Linked DNA regions of Gossypium hirsutum: region 2 is linked to region 1. Evidence: chromatin contacts called from public Hi-C data. All regions are on one chromosome and are shown on one strand. The core of a region is the stretch at or near the end of the contact, and the rest is flanking DNA. Distances in the headings are between cores, read along the strand shown. Region 1 holds the start of LOC107917993. Region 2 holds the start of LOC121220030 (tubulin beta chain).

Region 1 (3,009 bases), core at 148-2,647:
CACATCAACCTGCTTTTTTGGGCCCAGCAGTGAGTTTCATCTCCATTGTAAGATTTGCTAGTTCTCTTTCAACATCACGTATTTTAGAATAGTTTTCTTCTATGTATCTGGAAGTGTGAATCAATAGAGATCAGATAAAATCCCCAGCAATTGAAATCACGAGAAACAAACTGAAAGAACATTAAAGAGAAGGGAAATGACAACCATATAAAGCACAATCCTCTTTCAACCTTAATTTGTATAAGTAAATGCTACAGACTAGATAAAAAAGTTCCAAGATACAAACAGAATTCTTTTTTGTACTATAAATTGTTATATTTTAATAACTAAATCCCAAGAAAATACACAAAAGAGATTTCTTAAACTTGATTAATTGAGTAAATAAAAATTGTCATAATGAACTTTTTGTCAATACATATACGTAAAAGATAATCCTGACACAAAAGAAATGCCAGAGCTTCTAAGCAAGTGCAATTCGAATCTGTTTCAGATTTGAATAATAAGACTTAGTGAAGCTGTAAATTCAATTAAGATTTAGGACTAAATTAAAGTTTTAAGTAGTATCAAACTCACATGAAAGTTAATGCACCAGCACAAATCACTTCTTATCCCTCTAGATTAGAATTATAGTAAGGATTTAAGGTAATTCTTCAAAGGCTGACCATTTATAGAAAACTCATATATACTCTCATCTGTTTTTCTACCTAAACACGTGCATTGCAATGCAGGACTAGAAGAACACTCTCCTTACTATTACTGGATTAAATCCCAGCACTGAACAGAGTCGTCCATATAAGCCAGGTTTACAACAATTGAACTAAGGCAAGTGAAAAATAAATTATCAAAAAAAGCACATATACAAAAATAGAAATTTAAAATTAACAAAATGAACATACTTCTTGAGTTGAACCCGCTCTTCTTCAATTATCTGCCGCCACAGAAGAAAAAAACCATAAGAATTCGCCATGACATTTTCAGCAGAGTAATAACGAAACACAAAAAGAAGAGAGGAGAAAGAGAAGTGACCTTCTCAGTGTAGGCGATTACAGGAGCTTCCCTAGCGAGTCCATCGGGTCCGATCTCGGGTTCTAGGGCAGGATTCGTGGCCATTTTTCTTCTTTTTGCTTTGGTTTGGAATTGAGATCGAAACTGGAAATAAAATGGAAAATAGTCTTTATGATCTACCTGGTATGATTTACGAACACTAAGTGGACTCGTTTCATTTTAGGAAGCAATGCATTGTTGCCTCCTTATTGTTGCTTTTGTATTCTTTCTTTTTCTGTTTTGGGGTTTCGCTTTCTTCAATAGATGAAAAAAGAAAATAAAAATAATCTCGTCCGATCGTGGCAAAACGTGTTTTTGCCTCAGATTTGGCAATTCAATTCTGCATAAATATCTATGTGTATTAGATAAAATGCATATGCATAATTTTTAAATAATTCCTGGATTTAATTTATTGAACAACAAAGGGTAGAGGTGCTCATGGGCCGGGCAGCCCGGCCCGCCCGAAATATGGGACGGTTTGGGTAAAAATATAGGCTCGAAATATGAGTTTGAGCAAAAAAACGAGGCCCGTTTAGAAAACGGGCCGGGCCTCGGACACCACTTTTTCGGGCCGGGTCAGCCCGATATAATAAATATATTTATTTTTTAAAATTTTAAAATATTTTTTACATACTTTTTTAATTTTTTTTAATTTTACATACAAAATCAAGGGCTTCTGTTCACCGATTGTCCTTCTCTTTCGCTGCTATTGCATGTTGAGGCACCCTTTCCACTAGATAAGTAGTTTCCTCCCTTCACAAACCTTTTGTAGCAAGAATGTGGGCCAGTTCATTCTTGTTTCTTGTTACATGCCTGAACATGCATCCACTAAAATCTTCACTAGTTTTCTTTGCATCGATTATATAGGCACTTAACACTGATCTGTCAATCTCTTGTACATGTATCTTCTTAATCACAGTTAGATTATCTGTCAACTATGACCTCACTAAAACCTAGATCCAAACCCATCTAAACTGCTTGGAGACATGACATCGCTTCCGCTGCAAAGGGGGTAGGCACATGATCATTAATAATCGTTCTCGAACCCATTTTCTTGCCTTCTGTATTAGGGACAACTAACCCTGAACAAGATTTGTTTGATTTGGAAAGATAAGTCACGTCAAAATTAATCTTGAACCAAGGGGTTCTAGTGGTCTCCGCCTCTCCGAAACAATTTGCCTACCAGGTAATTTTTCGTTAATCACCTCTATGTCCCTTACGTACAATCTGATGAAATTTGCTTCTCTGCTGCTTGATTGGTGACCTCCATCATGAACAATTTTACTTCTGTCTATCCAGATAGCCCAAATAGCATATGTTACTACCCTACTCTGAGCCCTCGAACTCTTATGGTAGATTTTACTAATCCAATTCCTGTAATCATCATTTGATGTCTCTTGATCCCAATTTATATTTAACTCCTTCCAAATCTCATTGACAAAGGTATAATCACAAAATGCATGCTCCAAAGTCTTGAAACCATCGGTACATCTAGGACAAGCCGCTGAATTATTAATCCTTTCTGTAATACAAATTGTTGTTGGTTGGGAGAAATTTGTTGAAAGCTCTCCAATTTGTAATCTGAATTTTTCCTGGTAGCTCTGATTGCCAAAGTTTCCTGTAGTACTGTTTGAATGTATTTGAGTAGTTGTTAGCTATGTGGTTGTAATTCTCCTATACGAGCATCTTGTACTCGCTCCTTACAAAGTACTCGCCCTTTGGTTCACCTCTCCAAACCAGTCTGTCTTCATGCGGATGACGCGATAGAGGAATACACAACACTTTCGCGGCTTCTTCAACAAAAGATATTCTGGTAATAAGATCTTCCTTCCATTGCCTCAAAAATGGTTCTATAAATTCAGAAACCTTGATTGGTGATTGACCATTATTATTGTTATGAATTTTGTAGTCCTTTTGACTCGGAACCCATGCATCAGTCCAGATGGAGATGTTTGATCCCATACT
Region 2 (2,977 bases), core at 261-2,760, 230 kb before region 1:
TAAGCATTAGTGGCGTTTTTTTTAAAAACGCCGCGAAAAACATAAGCCCAACGGCGTTGTTTTCTGACCTTTCGTGGCTTTAGCGGCGTTTTTGGAAAAGCGCCGCTAATGCCCAGGTCTTTAGCGGCGTTTTTGGAAAAATGCCGCTAATGCCTGGTTTTTAGCGGCGTTTTTGGAAAAAGCGCCGCTAATGGTAGGGGCTTTAGCGGTGTTTTTAGAAAAGCGCCGCTAAAAATATTTTATCTTACTTGATTTATTTATATTAATTAAATAAAATTCAATTTATTTCTAATTGAATATTTAAAATCTTCAGAAAAAAATAATAACACGTAGAAATAATTTGAAAATAGAACACATGGAAAAATTAAAATACTATTATTTAAAATAATTTTAAAGTTTTTTGGGTATATGATTACTGATTGTTTTTTAATTTATATATTAAACTTTTTATATAATCGTAAAATAAATAGTATTAATTTTAAAATATTGAATTAATTATCACTATATTTAGGGTTTTTGGTTTAGAGTATATGATTAATTTACGATTTAAGGCCAGTTTAGGAGTTACTATTTGAAGGTTGAGGGAGTATGGATTTAAGGATTATGTATCAGGGGTTATGGTTTAAGGGTTGAGATTTAAGGTTTAGGGGTTAGGTGTTTAGGGGTTAGGGGTTAGGGGTTAGGGATTTAGGGTTTAGGGATTTAAGGGTCAGGTTAGGATTTTAGGTTTAGATTAATTAGTTTTTTTAATTTATATTTTAAATATGTTCTTATATATACAATTGTAAAAGAGATAACAATAAATTTGTTTAGGGTTTTTAGTTTAGTGTATATGATTAATTTAAAATTTAAGGTCGGTGTAGGAGTTACTATTTTAAGGTTTATGGAGTTTGGATTTAGGGATTATGGATTGGGGATTATGGTTTAAGGGTTGGGATTTAAGGTTTAGAGGTTAATTAGGGGTTAAGGGTTTAGGGGTTAGACATTTTGAGGTTAAGAGTTAATGATTTAGAGTTTAAGTCCTAGGGGTCGGGTTAGGGTTTTGGGTTTAGATTAATTAGCTTTTTAATTTATATTTTAAATATGTTCTTATATAATTGTAAAAGAGATAATAATAAATTTAATTATTGAAATTATGAGTATAATTTGAATTATTTAAGAGATATATAATAGATAGACTTTATATGTATTGAATGGTTAATTTAGGGTTTAAGGTTAAAGTTTACTTGAGATTTATTAAATGATAAAATTTTATACAATTAATTAATGCTTTTATATTTAAAAAAATTTTAATCTAAACCATTTGATATATTTAAATATTAGTTTAAATAGAATTAATAAATAAGTTAAAAAAAGTAATAGATTGATATGGATATTTAGGTAAATTTTTTATCAAAACGCCACCGTTTATCTTCAATAAATTAATTTTTAGTGACGTTTTTACATAAACGCCAGAATTATGCATTAAAATTTAGTAAAACGGGCTGTCTCTTTTCAGTATTTTAATTTTTAGTGGCGTTTTTATTAAAAATGCCACAAAAGAATCATTTTACTTAAAAAAAAGCGCCTAAACAACCCGCTTTCATTTTTCAACCAAATCCAAACCCTAAAGTGCGCCTCTCCCAATTTCTTCTTCACTTTGAGGTTTGAGCAGATCGGATGGTTCGTTCATCCAAGGTGGTCAATGTGGGAACCAGATCAGGGCTAATTTCTGGGAAGTCATATGCGACGAGCATGGAGTTGACAACACTGGAAAATATAACGGTGACTCCGACCTTCAGTTGGAGCGCATCAATGTCTACTACAATGAAGCCAGTGGTGGAAGGTATGTCCCACGCGCTGTTCTCATGGATCTGGAGCGCTGTTCTCATGGATCTGGAGCCGGGCACTATAGATTCCGTCAGATTTGGTCCTTTTGGACAAACCTTTCGCCCCGATAACTTTGTCTTCGGACAGTCTGGTGCTGGCAACAACTGGGCCAAGGGTTATTACACTGAGGGAGCTGAGCTCATTGATTCTGTTCTTGATGTTGTCAGGAAAGAGGCTGAGAATTGTGATTGCTTACAAGGTATAAACCCTACAGCTTTGACCCTTTTTTTCTTTTCCCCAAAGCACTTTTAACCTATAGGTTTTGTTGAGATCTCTGTTTTTTGGTTCTTGGTTTAATGTTAAATTTATCCTTTCACCCCTGTTGATTTTGGATCTCATAATTTATTTTTGGTTCTTGGGTTCAGTAAGCTATTTTGGGTGCTTTCCAGGAGATTTTCTTTCATTTTCCTTTCTCCTATTTAGGTGGATTTTAGTGAGGTCTTTTATTTCATCTTTAGTGTTGATATATTTCTCCTTAGTCTGGACTATGTCTTCTTATCTGTTATACCTACTGAACACTTCTATTTTGAAGTAAAATTGTTATAAACAACATGGAGGTTTTATTAAGCAAACTTTAGCAAGGGACTTCACAAACTTTAGCAAGGTTAGTTTGGCTTAAAAATTCTATGTTGAATGGATATTTTCCTTTGAGTGTAACTCTTCTAATGTTCAGCTGAGAGAAAGAAGTTATTAACATTGCTTACCATGCAGCAATGAAATCTCAGAACCTACTGCTCCCGCTTCTGAGGTTTTCCAGTTAGTGGGCGTGTACGTTAGACCAGTAGCTCATTTCTAGTATTGTTAAAAAAGGCTTTAGATGATAATACTTGTATTTTGACTGTAATTCTGGCAGAGAATGGAGACAATGCAAGGGCAAAGTCTTCAGCAGCACTTTTTCCTGCTTCTAATGAATTATATGTACATCATATCACTATCAAAATCTATTTGTTGGCTTGTTCAATTAACTTTAGCGACTTAATTGTGAAATCTTTCTTCTTTTTTGCCTTCTTAATGTTTTGTAGCATATAGTTGATTTCAATTTTCCAAGGTTAGCAGATTTTGGAGCTGCAATATCTGGTGCAAACAAATTGCAATGCCAGCAAGTTAT

What was found. Hi-C and Micro-C count contacts between places; a contact is called where the count stands out from the background.
Region 2: a Hi-C map of leaf shows a contact between it and region 1, with 2.5 times the contacts expected there. The contact joins the promoter of LOC121220030 here to the promoter of LOC107917993 in region 1. A contact is called at or near these places in 2 of 34 Hi-C or Micro-C datasets (leaf and petal).

Annotation. Positions count from the first base shown.
Region 1 is chrD08:29,062,366-29,065,374 of Gossypium_hirsutum_v2.1, reverse strand. It overlaps LOC107917993, which reads right to left and starts at 1,397. Exons shown (of 7, transcript XM_016847464.2): 1 at 1,027-1,397; 2 at 897-928; 3 at 10-107. The coding sequence starts at 1,110.
Region 2 is chrD08:29,289,927-29,292,903 of Gossypium_hirsutum_v2.1, reverse strand. LOC121220030 (tubulin beta chain) reads left to right here and starts at 1,510. Exons shown (of 6, transcript XM_041099090.1): 1 at 1,510-2,068; 2 at 2,926-2,977. The coding sequence starts at 1,660.